Linked DNA regions of Mus musculus: all the other regions are linked to region 2. Evidence: chromatin contacts called from public ChIA-PET, Hi-C and HiChIP or PLAC-seq data. All regions are on one chromosome and are shown on one strand. The core of a region is the stretch at or near the end of the contact, and the rest is flanking DNA. Distances in the headings are between cores, read along the strand shown. Region 1 overlaps Sp100 (nuclear antigen Sp100). Region 2 overlaps Cab39 (calcium binding protein 39). Region 3 overlaps Sp100 (nuclear antigen Sp100). Region 4 holds the start of 2810459M11Rik (RIKEN cDNA 2810459M11 gene).

Region 1 (2,700 bases), core at 95-2,594, 140 kb before region 2:
TATGTACTATATTACAAAATGTAACTAATTCATGTAAAAACCTAATGCATTTTTAGTTGTACAAGTAAGATACCAAAGTGGGTGGAGGGAAGGTCCCGCACGGTTCTAGAATAAAGTGAAATGTGTCCCTGCAGGTCCGAGAATCCCCAGAGAAGAAAATGCGGATTTTGGAGGAGCTGAGCTTCCTGTGGTATGTGGCAACGCTCAGGGCTTCCTGGATAAGGAGAAATTTAAGCAAGGTGAGTTTCAGATCTTCGGTGCCTTTCAAAGCCACAGTGTAGGGGGCAGGCACCTGTGTTGAGGGTGTCTCATCCCGGATCTAGTTTATGGGACTCGAGATATAGGTAATGTCATGCCTGTTAATGAGGTGAGAGGTTGTGAGGCCAAATTAACAATAAGAAGAGGGCATGAGCCGGGCTGTGGTGGCACGCTCCTTTAATCCCAACACTTGAGAGGCAGAGACAAGCAGATCTCTGAGATCAAGACCAGCCTGGATTTCAGATTGAGTTCCAGGATAGCAAGGACGAGAGAAAGAGAGAGAGAGAGAGAGAGAGAGAGAGAGAGAGAGAGAGATCTTGGCATTACTCACCTGGTAGAGACTACCTGAGTCTAGTGCCAGAATTTCTAACAGCCATGAATTATGAAGGCACCTCTCTCTGTAGATGCCCAGGAGGGAACCAACTGAGTCGTATGTGTCGAGTGTACTCCTTGTAACAGTTTCAGCACAGCGAGATGACATTTGCAGATGCCAGTCAAGGGCTGACTGTGTTGGATGGTGGTTACTCAGAAGAGTCTCGGGGTTGCTGTGTTTATCCTGTGTCTATCTGCATCACACCCCAGAGAGGCTAGACCCAGGGCTTTGTGCATATTAGGGAAGCATTCTATCATGAGCTCTGCCCCAAGTTGCAGTTTTGCGTGTTTAAATATAAAACCATAGCTTATCAGGCTACCTCCCATTCCCCTTGAGAAAAGGGCCCATAAGATGTCCATCTAGTATCTCATACCAGAGTGAAAACTTCCACAGCTGGGCAGGAAATGTACATGTCTGAGAGATTCATCATCAACCTTTGTGGGTCTGTTACCTGCAACATCTGTCAAACTTTAATCTAAGTTAAAAGGGTGGGGCAGATATTTGAATTGGAAGAAAGATACACTCAAACTTTGTGTTTACCAGTATATTAGCCCACTGTTCCTGGCTCTATTTTAGTATTCAAGTAAGGCTACTCTATTTAACTTACAGATTTAGGGGCTAAAAAGTCAAGATCGTGCAGCCTATTGTGTGGCTTTTGGTAAGAGACTGCTGGTAGGTGGCTTCATGACAAGAGAACGTGTAGGAGGAAGAGATCATATCATAAGACAGGAAGCCAGCAATTGGGGTCCCATGAGAGTTACCATCATCCCTCCTGAGGGCAGCTCCCTCTATGATCGAGAATATCTTATTCTCATATACCAAGTGAAGGACCAGGTTGTCAATGTGAGAACCCTGATGGGGTGACACTCATAGCTAAACCCCAAGTCAGTTGCTCTGTCATCTCTGTCAGACTCTCTAACACTGAACTTCCTCTTTTATGAAATGAGAATAAAATTTCTCTCACTGGACTGCAATGAGAAATAAAGGACTATAGATAAAAAAAAATACAGTGAAAATGATCATTGTTAAGGTACAGAACTACTGCTCTATCACCCATTGTGACTGACCTTCCTCCTACAACACAGTTCTTTCTTTAAGATTTATTTTTGTTTTATGAGCATGGGTGTTTGCCTGCATGTGTGCCTGTGCCTGGAGCCCATGGAGACCAAACGGGGACATCAGAACTGGAGTTAACAAGTGCTTAGATGCCACCTTGTAGACTCTGAGACCTGAACCTGGGCCTCATGAAAAAGCAGCAGGCAATTTTAACCACTGAACCATCTCCCTAGCCTCAATAGGTTCTTTTGTTATCAACAAATAGGCATTTTCCCTACAGTTCTACTGTCTATGTGTAATCTAGCTATTCCCTCTGGATTATATTTCCAAACCACTTTTAACATCCAATAGCCATGTGTCAAAAATATGTGAATATTTTATAGCTAGCTATCATGAGCTGGAAGAGCGATGTTGTTGACAAAAGACAGGACTGGCTGTGGTGATAGCTTCCTCCTGGGTGGATTCACAAGAGCCCAGTAGGGAACTTTGTGTCCTCACTCACCTTTCTAAAATGCAAGTTGGCTCTACCCTGGAGCACAGTAAAAGGAGGAGAAAAAATCCTGTTTGTGTCTCAGAGACCTTCCTTTGCTATTCTCTTTTCTTTTAATATTACAGTAGAATACTTTAAAAGGTGATGTTAAGGGCTGGGGAGACAGCTTTGTGGTTAAGAGCACTAGCTGCTGCTCTTCCAGAAGACCCAGGTTCCATCCCCAGCAACCACAGGGTGGCTCACAACCCCAGTTCTAGGAGAGACAATGTCCTTTTCTGGTTTCTGTAGGCAGAAAACATGCATGCTGTCCACAGACCAACAAAACACCCCGCAAAACACCAGTACTCCTAAAATAAATAAATGAATTCTTTTTAGGAAAAGGTCAAAGGGCAATGTCAACTAGTCTCTGTCCTTGCCTGTCAGGTGGATGTGTGGCCCTTGGTGACTCACAGGGAAATGTAAACCTTCCTGACTGAGCCTGAGCCCCAGATCCAGCCTGACCGTAGGCCAAGAGCAGGTGTTT
Region 2 (2,700 bases), core at 49-2,548:
TATCCGCTTCTGTAAGGTTCAAATCCCTATAGATTGGAAGTGTGCTACCAACATCTGCTTCCCATAATCAAATCAGCATGCTTCTGAGAGTTAGAGATGGTTGAAATTACTTGTGGATTATAATGAGATTTCACTTTGTTGATAAAATTGTATTAAAATTGCACACTGTTAAATTTAAGAATTTGTCATTACAAATAGATAAAATTAGAAATTTAATGTCTACAAATGTTGTAAAGTCAGATATCCAGTCATAACTAATACACAGTGGCTCTTTGACTTTATATTGAGGGTGGATGGACATTTTCATACTTAGACAGGTAAATATTTTAATGATTGTATTCCTAATAGGGCAAAAAAGACGTGGCTCAAATTTTCAACAATATTCTCAGAAGACAAATTGGTACAAGAACTCCTACTGTTGAATACATCTGCACCCAACAGAATATTTTGTTCATGTTATTGAAAGGGTATGTACAATGTGATAAAGTTTATATTCTTAGCTGAAAAGAAAAAGAAAAGTTTGTTTGGGTGGGACAAGATAACCAGGTCGGTAAATGGGAAGATATTCTCTGTAGTTTTAGCTCACTTTTACGTAGATCTTGAATATACTGCCCATTAAAGTCTTGGCCTGTAAGCTAGACTAACACAAAAATACCCTGTGAATGCAAGCTTAAAATTGGGTGAGTTATGAGCCCTTAAGTTCACAAATCAAATACAACTGAAGGAAAGAAATAGAGCCAGTGTGGCCATACTTGTATTCTGTGAGATAGAAACCATTGAAGTCCATTGAAATCCCAGCCAAGTTGAGTCCAGAGATGCCTCCTCTGCACCTCAGCTCACCTCACACCTCACACAGCAGTGAAAGCCTTCTTGGGGTGCTGGGGGGTGGGGGCATGCATGCTGCTCACCCTCACTCAGGAGCACATGTGCTGCTAGGTCACTACACATCTTTCTGGAGTTATTCCTAGGCTAAGTAGGCATTTGATTTGGGTAGTTGTCCATTTCAGAAACAAAATCAAAACTTAGATCTAAACTAACAAAAGTGAAAAGACCCTCTTCGTTCTGAGCACTGAGCCTACCTGGCTGGCAGGGTAGGTAGTTGGTCAATTCCACACTACTATTGTCTGGTACCCCTTGAGCTCATTCCAGCATCGGCAGTGTTTGCTAAACCAGTGGGCAAGCATGTTTGCCCACTGCAGTGACTGACTGCTGCTGTGAACGACCTTGCTCCCTACACATTACCTCACTTGGTTTGTATCTATGGTTTAACACTTCCCCCAAGTTCAGACTTGTTTAGACAAAGCATGAGTCAGTGACATGTCACATGCCAGCTCCTCCTACTTCCTCCTCTCTGTTCCTACCCATCTGTGTTGCTTCTTCACCCGTTACTGTTGTATCGGTCCAGTGTCCCTGTGGAAAATATGCTATATGAATAGTCTGAAATCTGACTGTTCTTAGAACAGTGTGATACTGACCAGAATTTCCTTTGTTATAGAAACCAAAGGTTTATTGAAATCTAAACGTTAACACTTCCTATTACTTCATGGTAGCTTTGATGTAAATAATTTTTAAACAATGTATAGAATTAAAAACAACAACAACAAAAACCTTTGTATTCTCATTGTGTAACCCCTGCTGGTCTTGAACTTAAAAGATCTACCTACCCCTAATTTTTGAACAAAGTATTAAAAGCATGTGCTGTCACTGGAAGCTGAAATAAGATTTTTGAGAGAGAAAGCATAAAACTCTCTGGGCTGGTGAGCAGAGTCCTTGGCCGAGGAGGTAAGAAGGAAAGGCCTAGAATGAAGCTTGGCTTGGGACCTGAGACAGCAAGCCTGCCCTACCCACAACCCCACCTCAGCCATTAGCCTTGCATCTTTCCTGCTTTCTGAGGCTCCTCCTCTCTCCCTGCACACAGCTCGGCGAGGCTGCTCCCCGCGCTCCCCGTGTTCCTCATGCATCTGCCGTGTATGCACTGCACAGGCTTTTCACAGCTACAGTCTGGTGAAAGCCAGCGCCGTGCTTTAGTGCATTGGTGTTCTAGCCCACTAACTTGAATAAGGAGCGAATATATTGTTTGAGCATCATCGTTAACTCAAAATCTATATTGGATGTTATATTAGTTACTTTTCCTGCAATAGTCCTGACAAAAGCAGTCCAAGGAAGGAAGGGTTAACTTTGTACTCAGTTGGAGGGTGGGTGAGGGGGTCAGGGTGGACGGGCTGGTCAGGAGTGCTGGTAGTCAGTTCTCCGCTCACTTTTCCTTTCTGTTTTGTCCATGACAGTAGTTGTAGCCCGTGGGGTGATGGTATCATTGTTGAGGCGACCTTGCCTTCTCACCTTAACGAGCATGCTGAGGCTACCTAGGCTAGATTGTTCCTCACAGGTGTGCTGGGGAGCTTGCCTCTTAGATGATCCTCATCCTGTCAGGTTGACCGCCAGTATATAAACCAACACAAAGCTGGTTTAGCCCATTGTAAACTTTACTTTTCTATATTTAAGTTGTCCCACCTCAGGCCATTGTGTGCTCCTTTGTTCTTTTGGCAGAGCCCAATTGGTCTGTGATGGCTTCTTTGCTTTCTGACACCTTACTCAGTTCATACGATTCCTGCCTGACCTGGAAGGTGGCACTCTATAAAAAGCACTGTGAGCCACCTTTTAAGATATCTGTACTTGAGCTGATTAAATAGTTTAGATTAC
Region 3 (2,700 bases), core at 94-2,593, 160 kb before region 2:
GCCACAGAGCTTGATGCTGAGAGCACATAATAGCTTTTCTCCCTTTTATCTTACAGCACCTGCATATTCCAGAAAACCTCCAACACTGAGAAGAGACAGAGGAGGAGGTAAGAGAAAATAAGGGCTCTTCAGGAGAGCGAATGAACTGTGTATTCAACAAGAGACTCTAATTCTAGGCTCTATTCTTCAAAGTACAACATAAATTTGCCTTTAATTTTAGGTAATTCCTACCCTAACTTTTATGTCAATCAGGCAGGCTAGGTTCTTTAACAGATGAGTCCAAAATGTTAATGATTTCATATAGTAAAAGCCTTTTAATATTTAATTGGAGTTCCATTTTTTTTCCCTCAATAAACATCCTACAGATTTTTAGATGAAGAGTCACCTGGTCTCTAGTCCCAGTGGTCATCAGGGAAACAGTCAGGTAGAAGAGTCTCATCTTTGCCTCATACTCCCTCCCATAATGACCCGGAAGGAAAAGTGCTGCTGTCAAAACCTATTGACCAGAATTTAAAATGTACAGAAGACCCCAAAAGGAACAGAGGGCCAGTCCCAGCAGAGATGGCCCTGGGGTGAAAGTTTCTCAGCTTCAGGCTTAGGTGGTGAGGATAAAATCTTAACTTAGAGGTCACACAGACTTGAAAGGACAAACATGGTTCCAAGGGCAGAGACCTTCCTACCCTGGCATTCCAGAGCTTTGCAACTTTTTTCCTACTTTCTTCCTTCTAGGATTTTCTTTTTTCCTTTATTCCACATCTTACACTGAGACTCTCTCTCGGTGACATTTCTGCAGTGAGAGGGTACTAGGATAGCACACCTTCTCTATCTCTGTCTGTTTCTGTCTCTCTGTTTCTTTGTCTCTGTGTATATGCACACACACATGTGTATAGAAAAGAGGATGTCATTTTTTGGGCGCCATTCCTCAGTGGTTATCTATGAAACAGATACGTTCACTGGCCTGGAGCCCACCAAGTATGCTGGGCTGGTTGGCCAGTGAGCCCCAAGGACTTGTGTGTCTCTACGTCTTTAGTACTGGGGTTATGAGCATCATGTGCGGCTTTAAAAAAACCAAAAATACCCCATGTGTTCTGAATCAAACTCGGGTCCCCATGCTCGCCAACCACTACATTTCACCGAGTCCGAATCCATAAAACAATGCTTTCAGAAGCCTGGAGCTCAGTACTGAGCTGCGGAACTGGGGTGAAAAGCAAAGGCCGACTTGTCTTCACTCCAGTTCAGTATCTAATCTCAGAACTTCTGCTCTCTGACGTGCTTTATTGTGACCACACGGCACAGCATACCATACGCCACCTGGGAGACCATCTGGAGGTTTTGAAAAACCAAAAGAAATCTATCAGGTCTTGAACAAACCTGGAACAAGTCTCACTTAGCCCCTGTGGCTCCTCCCAGCACTTCTCACCCCTGTCCCTACTCTAACACCCCTCCCCCCACCCCTCACCCGCAACCCACCTTCCACCCCTCCACCCCCCATTTCCTGCTTCTGATCCCATTTAACCTCAGCCATTTTGAACAAAAGCTCTCTTGCCCTCTTGGCCTTGCCTTTCCTGGCAGCTCAGCTCCTGGATATTTCTTGGTGCACTTGCCCCACCTCTCTGTTCTCTGGCTCCTGCTCCCACCTCCTCTCAGGACCCTTTCAGCCTGCTGGCCATTTTCCATCTACAGTCTTCCAAATGCCCCTGACAATGCTCTCCCTACATGGTCTGCAAGGATCCCGCTTAACCACACCGAGAAGCAGCCATGTCCTATTTTTTTTTCCATTCAAAATTATTATGAATTGGGGCTTGGTGGAATAATTGTAGTTGAAAGGCAGTGTTCTTTTTATTATATTTGTTACATTTTACATTTGTATTATTACATCTATGCCAGACCCATCAGTCCCTACATATTGAATTCGTGGGATGATTTGCAGAGAGGATTAAAGGACTCAGGATCTCCATCCTGACAGAAAAGATCATGAAAGCATCTTTATAGTCCATACACTCTCTACTATTTAGGTAGTCAGAGAATTCCTATGACCATTTTAGTTCTAGATTACTGGTTTTATTTTCCCTTTTCGTCCCAGATACTTCTGACACTGAGAGCTCTATCATCATTAGAAGACGGAAAAGGACAGGACGTAAGAACAATTTAAAATTCTAGATGTAGCAATTACTTCTCTGTGTTACTAAAGCTCTAAATCACTCTGATTTTTAGATACCCTTTAAAAAAATTAACCTGGTATTTTAGATCATTTTGATGATGCTTTTTGGGTTCAAGTGAGTTTAAGATATTTGCTATGACACATCTCAAAATATTCAACAGCACAAGCCCAGTACAGGCTCATTTTTTACCCCAGAGAAGAGGATGAAGTTGGTCCTAAGTGAAGAAGTTCACTTTGTTCCACATGATCGTCTAGGGCCCTGAGGTCTTAAAGATTTACTTTGTCATTCACCATGCCCACCACTCCACAATAAACAGAAATGGGAGCAGATGGTGCACAAATAAATCTCTGAAGGGGCATGAGGCACGAGAAACAGACACAGAAGAGAATGACCACCATAGAGTTGTCTCCACCCCCAGCACTGGGGACAGCTTTTGGAGCAAGCTTGACCAGCAGCTCTGATGGAAGCAAGGTTGGCCTGCTGACTGGATTGTCTCTGTGCCTCCCAAATAGACTGCAGGTCTGTCCTGCCTTCTCAC
Region 4 (2,700 bases), core at 133-2,632, 210 kb after region 2:
TGTACACACCTTACACCTATAGACCAACACCAGAGCACGCCAGCATCCCATGTCCACTTCTAGATCAGTGGCTCTCAACCTTCCTAACTCTGCAAGCCTTTAATACAGGGCCTCAAGTTGTGGTGACTCCCAACCAAAAAGTTAGTCTCATTGCTACTCCATAGCTATCACTCTGCTAGTATTGTGCATCATAATGTAACTGGCTTTTCTGAAGGGGTCACAAGGGACGGGTTGCTCTAGACTTGTTCTAGATTCTGGCCCATGGGGAACAACAGCCTCACATGACATCAGGTGGTACCCAAATGCAACAAGTGTTTGTGGAAAGGATGATCTTGATCCATTTGGAGGAAGTATTGGAGGCTGAAGAGAAGTGGTAGAGGAGGTCCCCTGGGTGATGGTTAATTCTAATTATCAAGGAAACACAACCCAGAATCACCTGGGGAGAGAGTCTCAAAAGGGGACAGTCTAGGTCAGCTTGCCCCGTGAGCAGGTCTGGGAATGGCCAGGATTATCTTGATCACCTTAACTGATGAGGGAAGACCCAGCCTGAAGGGTGTGACACCCTTCATTGGTGTGATTGTACAAAAATATTCCTATCTCTTCACTCATGGGTGTGGGTGTGTTGTGGCCAGCTGTCTGGAAGCTCCTGCCTCTGTGACTTCCCTGCAGTGATGGCTACAACCAGGAACTGTGAGCTAAAATAAGCCCTTTCTTCTCTTCCCTAAACTGTTTGGTGTTAAGGTATTTTTATCACAGCGACAGAGTTGAAGCTAGGATGTTATGCTTCCCATCTCTCTCCCGTTCTCACTCACTCTTCTGCTCCAACTGGGCTCCAAAGCTTACACCACTGGAAAAGCAGGCCCTGACGCCAAACCCTGTAGGACTACTCCGAAATAGCTCCAGAAGTTAGAAATGGTGGTACAGACTGTAATCCTAAACTGAAGCTAAAGGGTCTCCAGATTCTAGGCTAGGATGGTGAGATCGTGTCTCAGGAGAAAGAAAGAAAAAAAAAATCTGAGAGATGGTTTACCGATTAAGAGCACTGACTGCTTTTGCAGAGGACCTGGATTGGGTTCCCAGTACCCATGTAGTTGATTATAAACATTCACAACTCCAGATCCAGGAGATCAGACGCTGGTACTAGTGCAGATGCATTTAAGCAAAATATCCATACACATAAAACAAATAAAACGCATAAACAAACAAAACCATCTTACCCTAAGAGGGTACATTAGTCAGGTTAATAATGTCCACTCATCCTCAGTCCCCCACAAGAGCCTGTACTTTCTAGATGTCCTAAATGCTTAGTAGTCCTAAACTACTGAGTGTGTTACTGGGTATCTAAATGAACGAATGAGTGAATGATAAATTCAGTGCGGCGGGACAGGAGTGCGCAGGGGGTCTGGGCGGCTCGGCCCTCGGGGGCGTGTCGGCCGAGGCAGCGGCGGAGCTCCCAGCTCGGCGCAGGAGGCGGCGGCCAGCATGGAGAGCGAGCTGGAGGCGCTGGCCCCGCGGCCCGCGAGCCCGGCGGAGCCACCCTTCCAGGCGTTGGTGGAGGCGGCGGGTGGCCGCGGGCAGGTGCTGCTGGTGGGCGAGCTGTGGGAGCGCGAGCAGAGCCGCGCGCTGCTGAGGGACTTCGCCGGTGCCGTGTTCCCGCCGGAGTCCGCGCCGGGCAAGCCGGGCTGCGCAGAGGCCGAGAGCGCGGGCACCGCGGCGGCCACCGAGTCGCACGGGGCTCCGGGGGCGAAGGCGGAGCGAGCCATTCGCTCGCCGCTCGTTTTCGTGCTGTGCCGCGTCGGATCGCTGACCTCCCGGGAGTCGCGGCGCCGCCTGCGGGAGATGCTGCGGGACGTGCGCGACCGGAGGTGTGAGGGCGCCGCGCTGGTCGGAGTGCTGGTGGCCGACACGGGTGCGGATGACGCGAGGGCGCCCGAACTGCAGCTGCTCGAGACGCTGCTGCGCACGGTGTTCGGCCGCCAGGTCGGGGGCCCGGTGCAAGCAGCAGCCTTTCGTCCCGGCTGTCCCGCCTCCAGCCTGGCGGTCCAGGAGGCGGCCTGCAGAGCCCTGCAAGCTGCGGGGCCGGGACGACCAGGTGAGGCTGCGTGTGGGGTCAGGCTGGGCACTGGGGAAGGCGTCCCTTTAGACCGGTTGAACCCGTTTAGGCCACCCAACTCTGTTGAGGTAAACTGAGGCCCGGTGCTGGGAGGTCCCCAGCACAAGGCTTCTCAGCCTAAGGTGGACATGCTCTGGACATGGAATTGAGTCTGTCTGGCCAGATCCTGACTGCACATGAGATCGGGGGTGGGGTATCTGAGGGTACAACTGGTGGGAAGTGGGTAAGAAGTAGAGTTGAACTGCTCTAAACAACAACAATGTAGGAGTTGGAAACTGGGATAGAAGATGCAAAAATTTGGGTGGTGTGCGTGGGAAGAACTGAGTCTGGGGGGCGGGGTGACTGTAGCTTTAGGACAAGTTTGTCCTGGTAGGATTGTCCTCAGAGCTTTAGGAGAGGGGGAGCTATACAGGAGGCTCGGTGTGGAAGGGAGGAAGGCAATCGAAGTTCCTGGCAAAAACACAGAATAGGTGCCAGGGACGTATCCGGAAGGGTGTGAGGGACCGAGACCGTGACGACCTCAGTTATTCCTGGTAGCCACCGATCGCTGGCTGCTTCCGCCAGGTTTTCCTTCCACGCTCTATTCT

The links. A called contact is a pair of places that touch in the nucleus more often than the background predicts. ChIA-PET counts read pairs in DNA pulled down with a chosen protein or histone mark. HiChIP or PLAC-seq counts read pairs in DNA pulled down with a chosen protein or histone mark.
Region 1: a Hi-C map of memory CD8 T cells shows a contact between it and region 2, with 5 times the contacts expected there. The contact joins two enhancer-like sites. A contact is called at or near these places in 2 of 484 Hi-C or Micro-C datasets (CD4 T cells and memory CD8 T cells), 1 of 115 datasets of contacts at active chromatin or transcription factors (effector CD8 T cells) and 2 of 9 other capture datasets (adipose tissue and liver).
Region 3: a contact with region 2 is called in an RNA polymerase II ChIA-PET map of effector CD8 T cells, with 47 read pairs. The contact joins two enhancer-like sites. A contact is called at or near these places in 2 of 484 Hi-C or Micro-C datasets (CD4 T cells and bone marrow-derived macrophages), 1 of 115 datasets of contacts at active chromatin or transcription factors (effector CD8 T cells) and 2 of 9 other capture datasets (adipose tissue and liver).
Region 4: a contact with region 2 is called in an HNF4G HiChIP or PLAC-seq map of pancreatic cancer cells. The contact joins the promoter of 2810459M11Rik here to the enhancer-like site in region 2. A contact is called at or near these places in 3 of 39 promoter capture datasets (cranial neural crest, frontonasal cranial neural crest and maxillary cranial neural crest), 2 of 115 datasets of contacts at active chromatin or transcription factors (effector CD8 T cells and pancreatic cancer cells) and 3 of 9 other capture datasets (adipose tissue, embryonic stem cells and liver).

What each region holds. Positions count from the first base shown.
Region 1 is chr1:85,696,872-85,699,571 of GRCm38.p6, forward strand. Sp100 (nuclear antigen Sp100) reads left to right here. Exons shown (of 22, transcript NM_001372231.1): 14 at 135-239. Among named protein-coding and RNA genes, the nearest start is that of A630001G21Rik, 38 kb to the right of the region's middle. Within about 2 kb of position 1,345, at least 58 of the 459 cell types and tissues checked have an H3K27ac peak or open chromatin away from gene starts, as enhancers often do. A contact at or near this core is called in memory CD8 T cells, where this site is marked.
Region 2 is chr1:85,836,938-85,839,637 of GRCm38.p6, forward strand. Cab39 (calcium binding protein 39) reads left to right here. Exons shown (of 9, transcript NM_133781.5): 4 at 349-467. Among named protein-coding and RNA genes, the nearest start is that of Cab39, 45 kb to the left of the region's middle. Within about 2 kb of position 1,299, at least 174 of the 459 cell types and tissues checked have an H3K27ac peak or open chromatin away from gene starts, as enhancers often do. A contact at or near this core is called in adipose tissue, effector CD8 T cells, memory CD8 T cells and 1 more, where this site is marked.
Region 3 is chr1:85,679,003-85,681,702 of GRCm38.p6, forward strand. Sp100 (nuclear antigen Sp100) reads left to right here. Exons shown (of 22, transcript NM_001372231.1): 10 at 57-107; 11 at 2,084-2,137. Among named protein-coding and RNA genes, the nearest start is that of Sp100, 30 kb to the left of the region's middle. Within about 2 kb of position 1,344, at least 31 of the 459 cell types and tissues checked have an H3K27ac peak or open chromatin away from gene starts, as enhancers often do. A contact at or near this core is called in effector CD8 T cells, where this site is marked.
Region 4 is chr1:86,044,481-86,047,180 of GRCm38.p6, forward strand. It overlaps 2810459M11Rik (RIKEN cDNA 2810459M11 gene), which reads left to right and starts at 1,383. Exons shown (of 3, transcript NM_001144993.1): 1 at 1,383-2,092. The coding sequence starts at 1,483.